2 separate regions of the Lactuca sativa genome follow, and region 2 is linked to region 1. Evidence: chromatin contacts called from public Hi-C data. All regions are on one chromosome and are shown on one strand. Each heading gives the region's core, a stretch centred on a gene start, on an enhancer-like site or on the middle of the called end of the contact. The rest is flanking DNA. Distances are from core to core; before and after follow the strand shown. Region 1 holds the start of LOC111919272 (adagio protein 3). Region 2 holds the start of LOC111921771 (receptor protein kinase TMK1).

What was found. A called contact is a pair of places that touch in the nucleus more often than the background predicts.
Region 2: a contact with region 1 is called in a Hi-C map of seed, with 8 times the contacts expected there. The contact joins the promoter of LOC111921771 here to the promoter of LOC111919272 in region 1. A contact is called at or near these places in 2 of 4 Hi-C or Micro-C datasets (leaf and seed).

The regions. Positions count from the first base shown.
Region 1 is chr3:222,734,717-222,741,847 of Lsat_Salinas_v11, reverse strand. LOC111919272 (adagio protein 3) reads left to right here and starts at 4,477. Exons shown (of 3, transcript XM_023914869.3): 1 at 4,477-4,845; 2 at 5,287-6,329; 3 at 6,402-7,131. The coding sequence starts at 4,565. The coding sequence ends at 7,000. It overlaps LOC111919273 (phragmoplastin DRP1C), which reads right to left. Exons shown (of 16, transcript XM_023914870.3): 16 at 7,037-7,131.
Region 2 is chr3:223,614,382-223,621,512 of Lsat_Salinas_v11, reverse strand. It overlaps LOC111921771 (receptor protein kinase TMK1), which reads right to left and starts at 4,019. Exons shown (of 2, transcript XM_023917356.3): 1 at 1,419-4,019; 2 at 296-919. The coding sequence starts at 3,732. The coding sequence ends at 396.

The DNA.
Region 1 (7,131 bases), core at 3,228-5,727:
TAAATTGTAGCTTAAAGGGCTAATTTTTGGGCTTTTTGGCCCACTAAGCCCAAAATTGCGAAAAACATGATTTTCAAGGGGCTGAAATGATAAATTCTTCAAAACAGGGGATAAAAAGTTAAACAAGACTATTTCAAGGGTTAAAATACTTTTCTTTTCCAAAAGGATAAAAAATGTAAAGTTTTTGGATTTTTGGCCAAAATTGTAAAAGTTGCAAAAAGTTTGGGCTTTAACCAAAAAACACTTTTCTGGAAGGGCTAAAACTGCCAAAGAATAAGTTTTGAGCTAAAAATATCAATTGAACAAGTATATAGGTCAAATGTGTCAAGAAAATGATTTAAGGGCTTAAAATGTCTTTTTTTTGTATAAAAGACTAAAATTGTTATTTTATTAAAGAATGGCTGAAAATGAGTCAAACCAACATTTTGAACCAATTATTTTATTTTTAAGATATTTGAGTCAAAAAAAATACCAAAAGTTACAACTCATGAAAATAGAGAGATGAATATACGTATAATCCAAATATCGTTATAAATAAATCGACCGGTCTCGTATCGATACAAAAAAAAATAACAATCGTTCAATCGAACCTTCCAACAATTATACAATTACTAAAACAAGTAAACATTCAAAACTTTGGGCTTGAAAGTCCAATCATGCTTGTTGGGCCTTTGTGACCCATTAACATGATTTTTGGGCCCAAGGGATAATAATAAATGTTATTGGGCCTTCTACGACCCAATTTCATATTTAAGGGACCCTCAATGGCTTTTAAGTATTATTGGGCCTTAGTGGCCCATTAGTATTGCTAGTAAGGTCCAAGTAAACAAATACAGGTCGATAATCAATAGTAATCAAAGTCAATTGGGATTTAGTGAGTAATAACGGGTGGCACCAACGTGTGTCGGTCGTAGTCTGTAGTTATAATCAAAGTCTCATGGAGGGAGAGTGAGAGTTTGTGTATAGATCTATACAAGGTTGACTCCCCACACCTCAGCTGTTCGCTACAGTTAGACTCGGCCAGTCTAGGGTGACAAAATCTTAAGATCAATTACGGCGTTCACCAGAGTGCCAAGATAGACGAACTAGTCATTATCATGCATGGTTATAACGACTCACATAAATAAATCCAATATAAATCAAGTAATCAAACTAAGTCAAAATCATTCACGCGATGGGATAACAATTCGAACCGTTATATGATATTTTTATTTTTGGAAAACATCTGGTTTTCTGGGGAAGTTCAACATTTTTCACTGGTACTTTTAATACAAAGCTTTTCAATTATACACGTTTTGAAATCATCATGCATATATTTACGGATCTTCACACTTTTATATAAATAATGGTCTTTTCAGAAAATATCAGATTTTCTGGGTTATTTTCGTTCAAACTACACAAAACATTTTCATATCAAACCTGCTTATGAACTCACCAACATTCCATATGTTGACCGTTTTCAAAATAACTTGTATTCTCAGGTAACAGGTAGGTTGAGGAGTAGTACCAAGTATGTTAGTGTGTTGTGCTTTTGAAAACTATCAAACATTTTATGTTATGGATTTGTAATGTTAAAACAATGTACTTGATGTGAACAACGTCAGTTGTAATATATTGGTGCATGGTGATGTTTATGTTATGATTCATGTATATTCATTGTGATGATATTCAATTTAACTCACGCGAGCCCTCGGACGTTTCCGCCGTCTGGTTCGGGGGTGTGACACTAACACTCCTATGGTGTACATGCAACTCTATAAAACTTGGATCTATGTTTTCTCTATTATACATGCAAATATTATATTATCCTAGGTTTCATCCTAACTAGCATGCTATGAAGCACCTATACTACAAAGTTCTAGATAGATGACATATCTTTTGATGTAGCGTGATGTCTTCCAACTTTAAGAGCTTAGCCCCAATAGTGTGGAAGCCTCAAGTGGAATCACAAATCACCAAAACACCTTGGAAGACTTTAGAGAATATGGATACTTGGCTCACACTTATGAAATCGGTTATTGCCCTCTTTAGTGTATCCACACTAGCCACTAGCCTAATTTCATGAACCATAAGACCCTTTATATAGTGTGGAGGATTAGGGTTAAACCCTAATACCCATGACCTTTCAATTCCTAGGATCCATGGGTTAAAGCTCCATGGACTATCCATGAAGACTTAGCGCAACCTAAATGAACTTGGCCCACTACACATATATCTAAGAGTCCATATTTAATTAGTTCCTTTTGATCACTTAATTAATTCTAAATTAATTCTTGAACAATACTAATTAAATAATATGATTATATATTAATATATTAGAACTTATAATATATTAATATAAATCATAAATATATTATTCTCAAAAGACTATCCATATAAATTATGTCGGTGAAGTACAACCCAAATGGACCATGCCGGGTCGGGTCAAGTACATACCAAATATAGTTATGGACTTAGACATTAATCCAACAAAATGTTGTCAATGCTTAGCTTGAAAGACATAAAAAAAGCTGGCAAGGGACTCACTTATGAAACATAGTTGAAGGATGATTTTATTTTGGATAATTGTTAAGTGGTAAGGATAATGACAAGCTGACTCTCAGAAGTAACTACAGCGTACATGTATGATAAGAATGACAATAAAATATCAAAATACAGAAAATGGCTAACAATATGAAAATGTTTCAAGATCTAATGTATAGTACTACATCTTTTGAAAAGAAAGAAATATTCAGCCAGTAATAACCAATAAAGACTTGGGCCTGCATCCGCGGTAAGACGGGGGGGGGGGGGGGGGAGTGTTCTTCGAAATGACTGGCTGTAAAGGGCGCGTAGGCGATAAATCGAGTTGAAAGTGAAAGTCGCCAAAAAGTAGCGGAATGCTCTCGAAACCAATTCACTTGAGTGAGACAGAGGAGAGTGGAATTTCGTGTGTAAGGGTGAAATCTCTAAATATACGAAGGAACGCCAAAAGCGAAGGCAACTCTCTGGGTCCCTACCGATGTTGGGGTGCGAAAGCATGGGGAGCGCGCATGATTAGATACCCTGGTAGTCCATGCCTTAAAACGATGAGTGTTCGCCCTTGGTCTACGCGGATCAGGGGCCTAGCTAACACGTGCAACACTCTGCCTGGGGAGTACGGTCACAAGACCGAAACTCAAAGGAATTGACGGGGTCCTGCATAAGAGGTGGAGCATGTGGTTTAATTCGATACAATGCGCAAAACCTTACCAGCTAATGGTTATCCCCGAGATTCAACGAATGAATGAAGTTATGTTATGATCGTACCTGGATAGAGATGATAGTCTTCCTCTAATGTATCCAAGCCGGACATAATAGAATCGATAGGCGAAGCAGCCAATAGCAGTCTGTTCTCACCTATCGATAGATAGCAGGTTGCTTCCAAGCTCAAACCATTTAAAACAAAATTGCTACTTTTTTCTTGTTATTGATAGAATGATATTCTCCACCCCTGTTAAAGAAAGTAGAGGGAGAGTCTTTCTCCAATGAGAATAAAGAAAGTTTTTGGGCAAAACAAGAAAGGAACTCGCCCTTTGACACCAAGGGATAAGAGCGAATTGTTGGCGATGACTTGGTAAAGGGAATCTATGAGAGAAGGTTCTCGACGAACCGATTACCATTTTATTAATTTTAAATTGAAAATTTTTGAGTTATATCGTTAAGATGTTACATTTTCCCTTGATGCCAACAAGTTGTACGTTAGGCGTACTTAGGTGGTACGCTTAAGGTCATCACCATGAACTATTTTAGGTCTTAGGTTTTGGGCAACTATTAGACCCTAAGTTTTGGGATATTATTGGGCCAAAAGTCTTTTTGGGTTTAGGGCTTCAAGTATCAAAACAGAATCTGTTATTGGGTTTAGGGCTTCAAGTATCAAAACAGAATCTGAATCGCAAACAAATATTCGCGATCGAAATATCTAAATATCGAAATATTAAGGTGATATAGATGAAGATAATTGGCTGTTTAAATTAGATATTTTGTGGTAGACATACAAAAATATCTTCGGCTACGATACACGTCACATCTTGTCAATTGCGTTTGCACCGCCCCACACCCTAAATATCTTCATGTTCAATCGTTTTTTATTTTGTTATATGATAAAACTGTTACAAATTGTTTACTACTAAATTTTGATATAGATCAAGTACAATTAAGATAACAAAAAATCATTATTAATAAACAAGCCTGCTATAAAAATGATAAAAATATATAATGCTCTTCTTGATAAATAAATACATTGCAAGTATTGCATTTATTGTTTTATGTCATAAAACGAACGATCGACATGTATGTAAGATGACTTTGGTAATAAAATAGTATTATGATATGAGAGTGATGTATAAAGCAACACGTGTCCTGTTTTACGACGCGTCAATTTCGGTAACATGAAGGAAGAAAAAACAAAAAAGTTAATTTATTTATGTATGTCTTCCGGCGGATATTTTAAAAGTGGGATATTTTGATGGGTTTTTGAAAGTTCAATAAATATCTATCTCTCACCTTCCATTCACCATTCTATCTTTTCCTTGCTTGACTAGCCATGGGGATGCCTATAGACGATGAATCAGACGATCTTCAGAGGATCAAGAGGCTAAAAAGCGCCACCGATGACGACGACTACTGCTACGACGACATAGACGATGAGGAGGAGGAGAGCGGTGGTGGATTTTCGTTGAGGTTAGGCGAGTTTTTCAATCCGATGATTCCGACTTCAATTGTGGTTTCGGATGCTATGGAACCAGATTTTCCTATAATCTACGTTAATAAGGTATTCGAATCCACCACCGGTTATCGTGCCGATGAAGTCCTTGGTCGGAACTGGTATATTTCCACTTTCTCATTCCGATTTACTGCTTGTTATTTTTTTTAGTTCAAAGTTTCCCTTCCGGTTATCAAATTAGACGCTCATATGAGAGTGGACGGAAAACATGTGCTCTTCTTGTAGATCTCATAGAAAAGAGGTTTAACGAGCTCTGTGTTTTAGATTTACTTATTGAATCTATGCGTCGCTTGGTTTATTTTTGCATTTGTATCAAATTGTTGGATCTGGCTCCCAGTTTCAGTTATTTTCCAACTGGAACTTGAGAGTTGGCTACAATTAGGTTGATTGATATCGAATCCAACAGTAGGAGTTCTAGGGAGAAATTTTGCATGATAGTTGAAAAGCATAATTAATAGAGTTAAATGCAATGTATTTTTCACTTTTATTTCTTTTTATTTGTAGTTTGAGAAATGTACTTATTTGGAAATGTTTTGCCTCAGTCGTTTCTTGCAGTACAGAGACCCCCGAGCCCAAAGACGGCACCCGTTGGTGGACCCTGTGTGTGTATCAGAGATCAGAAGATGTCTGGAAGAAGGAATCGATTTCCAGGGAGAGCTTCTCAATTTCAGAAAAGACGGAACTCCATTGGTCAACCGACTAAGACTTGCTCCAATTCATGGTGATGATGGCATAGTCACACACGTAATAGGCATACAAGTATTCACAGAAGCCAAAATCGATCTAAATTCCATATCCTACCCTGTTTTCAAAGAGACTCACAACAACGACGTCCAATCTCAATCTCAATCTCTGTCTCACTCTCAATCTAATCAACAAGTAAGTGATAAATTCCACTCCCCAAACATCGAGCAACAACAACAAATCGAGTGTGGGATTCTTCAACTTTCAGATGAAGTAATGGCTCAAGACATTCTGTCTCGATTGACACCCAGAGATGTTGCTTCAATCGGATCTGTTTGTAGGCGGATCCGCCTACTTACAAAGAACGAGCATGTTAGAAAAATGGTTTGTCAGAATGCTTGGGGAAGAGAAGTGACAGGTGCATTAGAACATATGACTAATAATAAATTAGGATGGGGCCGTCTTGCTCGTGAGCTCACCACTCTTGAGGCTGTTTGTTGGAAGAAACTAAGAGTCGGAGGTACAGTCGAGCCTTCACGTTGTAATTTTAGCGCATGTGCAGCTGGAAACCGGCTTGTTTTATTTGGTGGTGAAGGAGTTAACATGGAGCCAATGGACGATACGTTTGTTCTTAATCTTGATGCTGTCAATCCCGAGTGGCGGCAGGTGAGCGTCAAGTCGTCCCCGCCAGGGCGATGGGGGCACACACTTTCCTCACTTAATGGCTCCTGGTTGGTGGTGTTTGGTGGGTGTGGGAAACAAGGATTGTTGAATGATGTGTTTGTTCTTGACTTGGATGCCAAACAACCAACCTGGATACAAGTGTTTGGCGCTGGTCCACCCCCGCCAAGATCTTGGCACAGCTCTTGCACCATAGAAGGATCAAAATTAGTTGTTTCAGGTCCGCAGTTAATTTTAATTTTATTTTAAACATGTTGTTAAAGTTGGTTTCTTATTATATCTTTATCTTCAGGCGGGTGCACAGACGCAGGAGTCCTTCTGAATGACACGTTTATCCTTGATCTGACAATGGAAAAACCGATGTGGCGAGAAATCCCGACTTCACCGGTCCCACCCTCTCGACTGGGACACTCGCTGTCTGTTTTCGGAAGAACAAAAATTCTCATGTATGGGGGTCTGGCAAACAGTGGTCACTTAAGGTTAAGATCAAGTGAGGCATATACGATGGATGTAATGGATGAGAAGCCAGAATGGAGGCTTTTGGAGTGCAATGGGTTCACAGGTGTTGGGACCCAGAGTGCTGTTGTCCCACCGCCACGGCTTGACCACGTAGCCATGAGTATGCCATGCGGGCGGGTTATAATATTTGGTGGTTCCATTGCGGGGCTGCACTCCCCTTCTCAGGTGTTTTTGTTGGACCCTGCCGAGGAGAAACCATCTTGGAGAATTTTGAATGTGCCTGGTCAACCTCCCAAGTTTGCTTGGGGTCATAGTACTTGTGTTGTTGGGGGTACCAGGGTTCTTGTGTTGGGTGGTCATACCGGTGAAGAGTGGGTGCTTAATGAGTTGCATGAGTTGTGTTTGGCAAGCAGGCAGGATGTGGACCAATGAATATTCATCTTTCTTAATTATTACTATAATATAGGATTTTGTTTCCAAGTTTTATAATTACCACAGGTTTTCCGTTGTATGTTTATAAAACTTTGATATGTATATGTATTTGAAGCTGAAAACAGTAACTA
Region 2 (7,131 bases), core at 2,770-5,269, 880 kb before region 1:
AAATAATAATAAAATGTTTAACTATTTTTTTATACTTATAAAAAGTTGCTAAAAAAAACTGGTGAAATAGTTACTAAAATTTAAAATTGATTCGAAGCTTGATGAAATTCCTGTATGACTTTGATGTTTATGTTGATTGCTGGCTACTTAAAATAGAAGCTGACTTTTTACGGTCAAGCTCGCAAGGAGTGTAACAGCACGACATTTTATGCACAAGGTATGGGATTTTAAGGCTAATTGCGAGAACTTCCTATTAATTTAGCAATTTCAAAATTAAAAGAGTGACAAGCAAAAAAAAACACAAAAGCATCTCTTGATAATTCAACAAGTACAGCAGAATAAAAAGATAAACAAGCATACCAGAAAGAATGAACAAACAAATCCGGGTGGTTCCGTCATCGTCCATCCTGTGAAGTGAAGGAATCGGCAAAGCCAGAAGGGCGAGTTGGAATACTTGTTTGCGTATTATCATTACTCCCAATAACTGATGAATTATCATACCCGCTCATACCCTCCAAAGCTTGCCATTTCTTGACGGCTTGTGGCAAAGTCATGTCAAGGTCTATACCGTAAATATCATCAGGGTCAGGGTCGGAAGGTTTCCAAAGCTCGGCTAGGGAGGAGAGCACATTGACCGCATGGCTCATGTCGGGTCTCTGGTGCGGTTCACGCGCACAGCAGTGACCGGCTAGTTCAGCCACGGTGCTGAGACTGGCCAGGGCTTCTTCATCGAGGTCAAGTGTCGGGTCAATTGCTTTTTGGAAGGTGTCTTTGTTTATGTGCATACGCCGGAACCATTGGACCAGGTGGACGCTTTCTTCTTGTTGGGTTTCGTCCAGGGCTCTTCTCCCCGTTATCAGTTCCATTAGGATTACACCGAAGCTGAACACGTCGATCTTTGTTGTTACTCTTCCCGTCACTACGTACAATTATGTAAACAAAACAGGTTAGCTACGTTTCGTATAAACAATATTTGAAAAAGGTAAAGATACAATTACCAGAAACCGATGATAAACGAGGGTAAATTTGTAAACTACTACTTATTGGGGAAACTCTTCGTCGTACAATAAAACATTAAACGTTATTTATGCTTAAATTATACATATAGCTTATGCCTTGTCCATTACATAAAAAAGAAATGTAAATTTTCCTAATGCATTAATAGTGTTGTTTTTTCTTAATGGACTATTAAATGGATTACGTAAGGAGGCTTTTTCCTTTTCACTTGATACAAATAAAACCGCTTACTAGAGAAAGTCATATGAGGTTTCTCCGTGAAGTGCTAAACATCTATCGTTTCCTTTGATTTTCCCAAATGTATGGTTATTTTCTCAAATATCTTTATTTTTAACATCACACCAAGCCATTGACATATAAAAGTAGAGTAACAAAATGTGGATCAAAATGAGAAGGAATACCAGCGTATTCAGGAGCAAGATAACCAAAAGTGCCAGCTAATCTTGTGACGAGGGAAGCTTTCCCATCAGGGGCGAGTCGAACGAGTCCAAAATCAGCAACTTTAGCCCGCATATCATCACCAAGAAGAATATTAGACGGTTTAAGATCTCTATGAATAAAACTTTGTTGTGCCAAACCATGTAAATACTCAACACCTCTAGCAACATCTAATGCAATTATCAATCTTTTTGTCCATTCAAGCGGTTTCAAACCTTCTTCTTGCCAATCAAATAAAAACCGACTTAGTGTACCTTGAGGCATATACTCATAAACAAGAAGCCTCTCATTTCCATCCAAACAATATCCAAGAAGTGCCACCAAATGCCTATGCCTAACCTTTGTTAAAACAGCTATTTCAGATTTAAACTCATCCAGCCCCTTTTCACTCATCACACCCGACTCCATCCTTTTAACCGCAATCTTGGTCCCATCATGTAACTCGCCTTTGTAAACTGTCCCGAACCCTCCTCTTCCCAATATATTATTCGGGCTGAAATTATTTGTCACATTTTTCAAAACTTGAATTGAAATCACCATGTTCCCAGCTTCCACGATGTGGATGTCACTTGGGCCACTACTCGTGTGACTAAAGGATTCGTTTGTGGGGGCACTTGAACCTGCGATTGTGATCTTCACCCCGTCCCCATCAGATGCTGAATGCCGGGGGTGGATCACCATCGTGTTTTGATATGGGATACGGTTAGTTTGCTTTCGTTTAGCTTTGTAGACACAGACACCCAGCAATCCCGCGAAAAAAACCGCACAAACACCACCAACCACCGATCCCACCACCACGCCGGTGTTTGAACTTTTCCCACCACCGCCACCTCCTCCTCCGTTTGGCTTACTCCCGCCGCCGCCGCCAGAAGGGGAAACCGGTGTCAGACTTGGACCCGCCTTTCCGATATCAAGATTCCCTTCGGTCTTCACGTTAACGGTTTTGCTAAAATCCGGAACTGGTCCGTAAAGATGATTATTCGAAAAATCAATCGCAATCAAACTGGGTAAATCTTTGAGTTCATCGGGTATAGTTCCGGTAAGATTATTATTTGAAAGAATCAACCTTTGAAGTGATTTAAAGGACGCAAATTTGGGAGAAATGGTTCCTGTTAGACCCATTTTTTGAAAATTAATCACAGTTATATTCCCATCGCTGGAACATGTGATCCCTAACCATGAATTACACGGATCGTTTCCCTTCCAATTATCAGCAAAAGTATGCGGGTAACCCACAGATTCTGCCACACCAAGCAGAATATCAACACGATTATCACAAGGAGCACCAGGATTCGGTAAACAGAAACTATTAAGCCCGCTTAAATCAACAGCCACAGTCTTATCAAAACTTGGAGTAGGTCCCTGTAAGAGATTATTAGTCAGGTTCACAACTTTTAAAGATTGTAAACCTAATAAAGATTGTGGAACAGGCCCTGTTAAGCTATTATCTCTTAAACTCAAATTCTGCAACTCGTTCAGACCTGAAAAATCCGGTAAAGGACCGGAAAACAAGTTCCCGTGAAGCCAAACTTCAGTCAATTGCGTCATGTTTTGAAGAACTTGGAGAGTTCCGTTTAGTTTAGACCTACTGTTCTGACCATTCAACCAAAGGCTTTGAATCGATGAACCCGAAAACGAACTCGGTAACCCACCCTCCAGATAATTAAACGATAAATGCAGAGTTGTCAGCCCCGCAAACGCATCACCGCCGAAGAAATCCGGGATTTTTCCTGTGATGTTGGCCGACGTCGCCGAGAAAACTTGCAAAGTGGAGGCGGATTTTAAACTGTCCGGGATAGACCACGAACTAAAACCGTTGTAATCCAGATAAACGTGTTGTAAAGAAGACATACCGTCGAAGAAATCGGTAGGTATTGAAGTTAAACTGTTGTTACTGAGTAAAAGGTTCTGGAGCTGAGTTAACCCGGCGAGACTCGGGAGTGAGCCGGTGAGTTGATTGTTTTGAAATTCCAGAACTTGTAGTTCCGTGAGGTTGTTGAGTGTCTGCGGAAGATAACCTTTGAGGTTCTGGTTACCGGCTTGGATCCTGGTGACCCGGTTGTCTCTTGAGCACTGAATTTGCTGCCATTTACATGGATTAGGATCAGACCAATCGAGTGATTTGGGTGGACTGAGATTCGATTTCAGAGCCTGCATTACAACAGCATCGTTCGCGCTCGACTGTGACTGAACAAAAATGATCGAAACAGACAAGAAATAGACGATAAACAGGAGAAATCCACCAAAATTTTCATAACCCAGAAAGGGTTTCATCATTTCAAACGCCAATCGATAATCAGAACCAGGTTCGGTTCCTCTGAGGAGTGGACTGTGGTTAGGGTTTTGTCGAGGGGTCGATGAAAATTGCAATTCCCTTTGCAGGAAATGTGTGATTGAGGAAAAAGAAGCTTTTATGAGTCCGATTGAACGGCGGTGATGAAGGTAAAGATTGAAAAGGAAAGAGAGAGAGAAAAAAGATGGAATTTTTGCAAGAAAGAGAGAGAGAATCGGGGAGGGTGAGGGATGAATGCTTTCATTACAAAAATAATGTGGAGACCAGGGATGATACAGTTGTCGCATATATGCGTGTATGTATGGTCCTTCACCTCTTTACTACACAAGTGACAAAAATGGTCCTAAGGTTACACCTAAATCATATTCGGTCCTTGTAGATCCTGGTGCTCACGTTCAACTACTTATATGTTTTCATAAAAGTATTTCCCTATATGTTAAAACTAGTTGTAAAACCCGTATATTATACGGGTTGATTAAAACAAAATGTTAAATAGAAACGATTAAATGAGAAGTTTATTTGAATTCGAAATTTGAAATAAATAAAAATTATGAGAAAAAAAACATGCAAAAAATAAATAAATTAAAACTATTGTTTAGTTATCAGACCCGTATACTAAACAGGTTAATTATAACAAAATGTTAAACACAAAGGTTTAAACTATAAATTTATTTGAAATTGAAATTGAAATTTAAAATTTAAAATTTGAAATTAATTTCATTATGGTAAGTTTAATTTATGGAAACTAATTAATAATATATTAGAAATGGAAAATGAAATAAATGACAAGTGGAAAATAAATATATCTCTAAATTATGACAAAATGACATGTGGCAAATTGAATGAGAGAATGACATGTGGCAAAATCATTCTTATTTATTAGGGTAGATTACAACCTAAAACGAAAATAAACTCATTCCTATTTCATAGGGGATAATGAGTCCGGAGGTAAAGAAAATAAATGCTAATATGCTATAACCGTAATAACTTTTTTTTTTCTAAGTCAGAAAATAAAAAACAATCACAATTATCACATTCTATCAGTAAAAATCTATGTAGATTGTCTAATCAAAATAAACACAATTATCGCACCCTATCAGCAAAAATCTATGTAGATTTTCACAGATGTGGCATGCAAAAATTATGGTTTTTTTTTTTCAAACTCTAACTTTTCGTCACTTTTTTATATGGAGTTTGTTTGGATGAACTTTTCTCATTGGTTTGTGTAATAAGTCTATCCATCAACATATCATACTCATAATTTGGAGAAAGTCATATTTTTTAGTTGTAAAGTAAAGACTCAATAAAAAAATATGGAAAATAAGCCGATTTTAAACCTTGAACTCTTTCATACAAAATATGGTTAATGTGAATTTTTCATTATGTTCCTATAGACATATCAAATTGGTTATTTGGATATATTTTGTAAGCTCCAAATTAATCATGGATCATTGGTCTTGAGGGGTTACTTTTATAGTGTGGAATTTCTAGAATTTCAATTTGTAAACCATAATTCATTCTTTGGGCCTTTAATCCAATAATCTATATGATAAGCCTTTTGGACTAATATTTCATGGACTCTCACATAAACTTAGTCAATCACTAATCAATCATTGATCGTTGGCACAAACTATATGTATTACTGATTTACTTAATCAGCCCTCTTAATATAATTAATCTCTTTTGATCGCTAAATTAATTCCAAATTAATTCTTGTCCAATATTAATTAATAATATGACTTCTCAATTAATATATTATACTTATAATATATTAACTAGATTATGACTCGCGTAAAACGTGGAAAAACATATAAAAATGTACATATAAAGGTTTTTAAAAGTTGGCATTATAAAAAAAGATAAAGTAACATAAACAAACTTAGCATTATTAGTAACATTGAAATGTCTGGAAAAAAAACAATGAAACACCTGAATATTTATAATCGCTGAAAGACCTCTTTGTAGACATAACTTTTTGTTTTATTAGTTTGATGACTTTCCTCGTCATATATGAGTACCTTCAATCCTTTTTCACTTGTGACGTGAGAAACAAAAAACATGTAACTGACAACGAGTGAAGACATATCTACGCAAGTATAATCTAACATTTGATAATCATTGTCATTCACTTTTGTTAATGACCATAACAAAATAAACAACCATGGGGAATTGGTTTCGCTGAAAACATAATGAGATTTTTTTATTAGACGGAGTTAACTTAATGCAAGGTATATAAGTAGTCTCGTTGAAGAATCTAGCATATATGATTCAGGCTTCAATTACGTATCTTCCAAGTCTAACAATCTGTAATCAGTACCATTGCATAGTACTTTGGCTTGATCGATATTACGAAGTAACATGACTGGAACACCTATTTTTAGTGTAAGTTTATGGTTGGAAATTCTAGATGTCTTAAAACCATTCAACACTACTGAAGAGTAGATTGCTTCCTCAAAAAAAAAAATTGGTACCTCTCACGAAAAGAATTTAAACTCATATATGTTTTCCTTTCATATTTCATCAATCCTAAAATGTTTTCAAAGGATGGATAAATGGTGGATACAATTGAATGAATATGGTCACCTGTAGAGTGAATGACAACGTCTTCTGGAAATTCAACTTCAGCTTCACCATCATTAGAACCACCAGTATTACCTTCACCAATTTTAAGAATCCACTCATTAAATGTTTTTGTCTCATCCAAATCATTAGTTAGACAACCAAACTAAAGCCTCATGTTTACGGTTAAACGTAAAACTGTACATTCATGTCATATTTTAGATGAATATGATGCCTGCACGATATCCTTCTAGACAATGCCACATAAAGTTGGCCAGACGAGAAACCGATTTTGGGAGATAAATACCTACATTTGGAATTGTTTGTCCCTAAGTTTTATTGATTGTCATTGTAAAACATAATCAAATTAGAAATTGTTTTCTTATCAGCTTGAATGGGAACATGTCATCTACATGCGAACATAGAGGAATCATTGGACCAAATCTCTAGAATAGTTTATTTCGACTATTAGTGATGCAACGATACCAAATAGTTTCTTTCGATGATTAGTTTTAGACATTTATTTATGGGTTTAAGATTTAGAGGGAGGGTGTGTTGCAATAAATATTAGCAAATTGGTTGAAATGAAACTTAATTGTGAATGCAAATTTGTATATGTTCTTAGCGAGAACATGCTATACTTTAAAGAACACGTAATATATTGTTCTTGTATCATCTCTCATTCGTATATAAGTATACATTAATCCTAAACAAAATAAATGGTTATTTTGTCAAAATATCTATTTAAAAACTAAAATAATATGTGAAGTTTATTCTAAAACAGACTGATGCATGTACTCTTTTTCATAATATGATTTTCATAT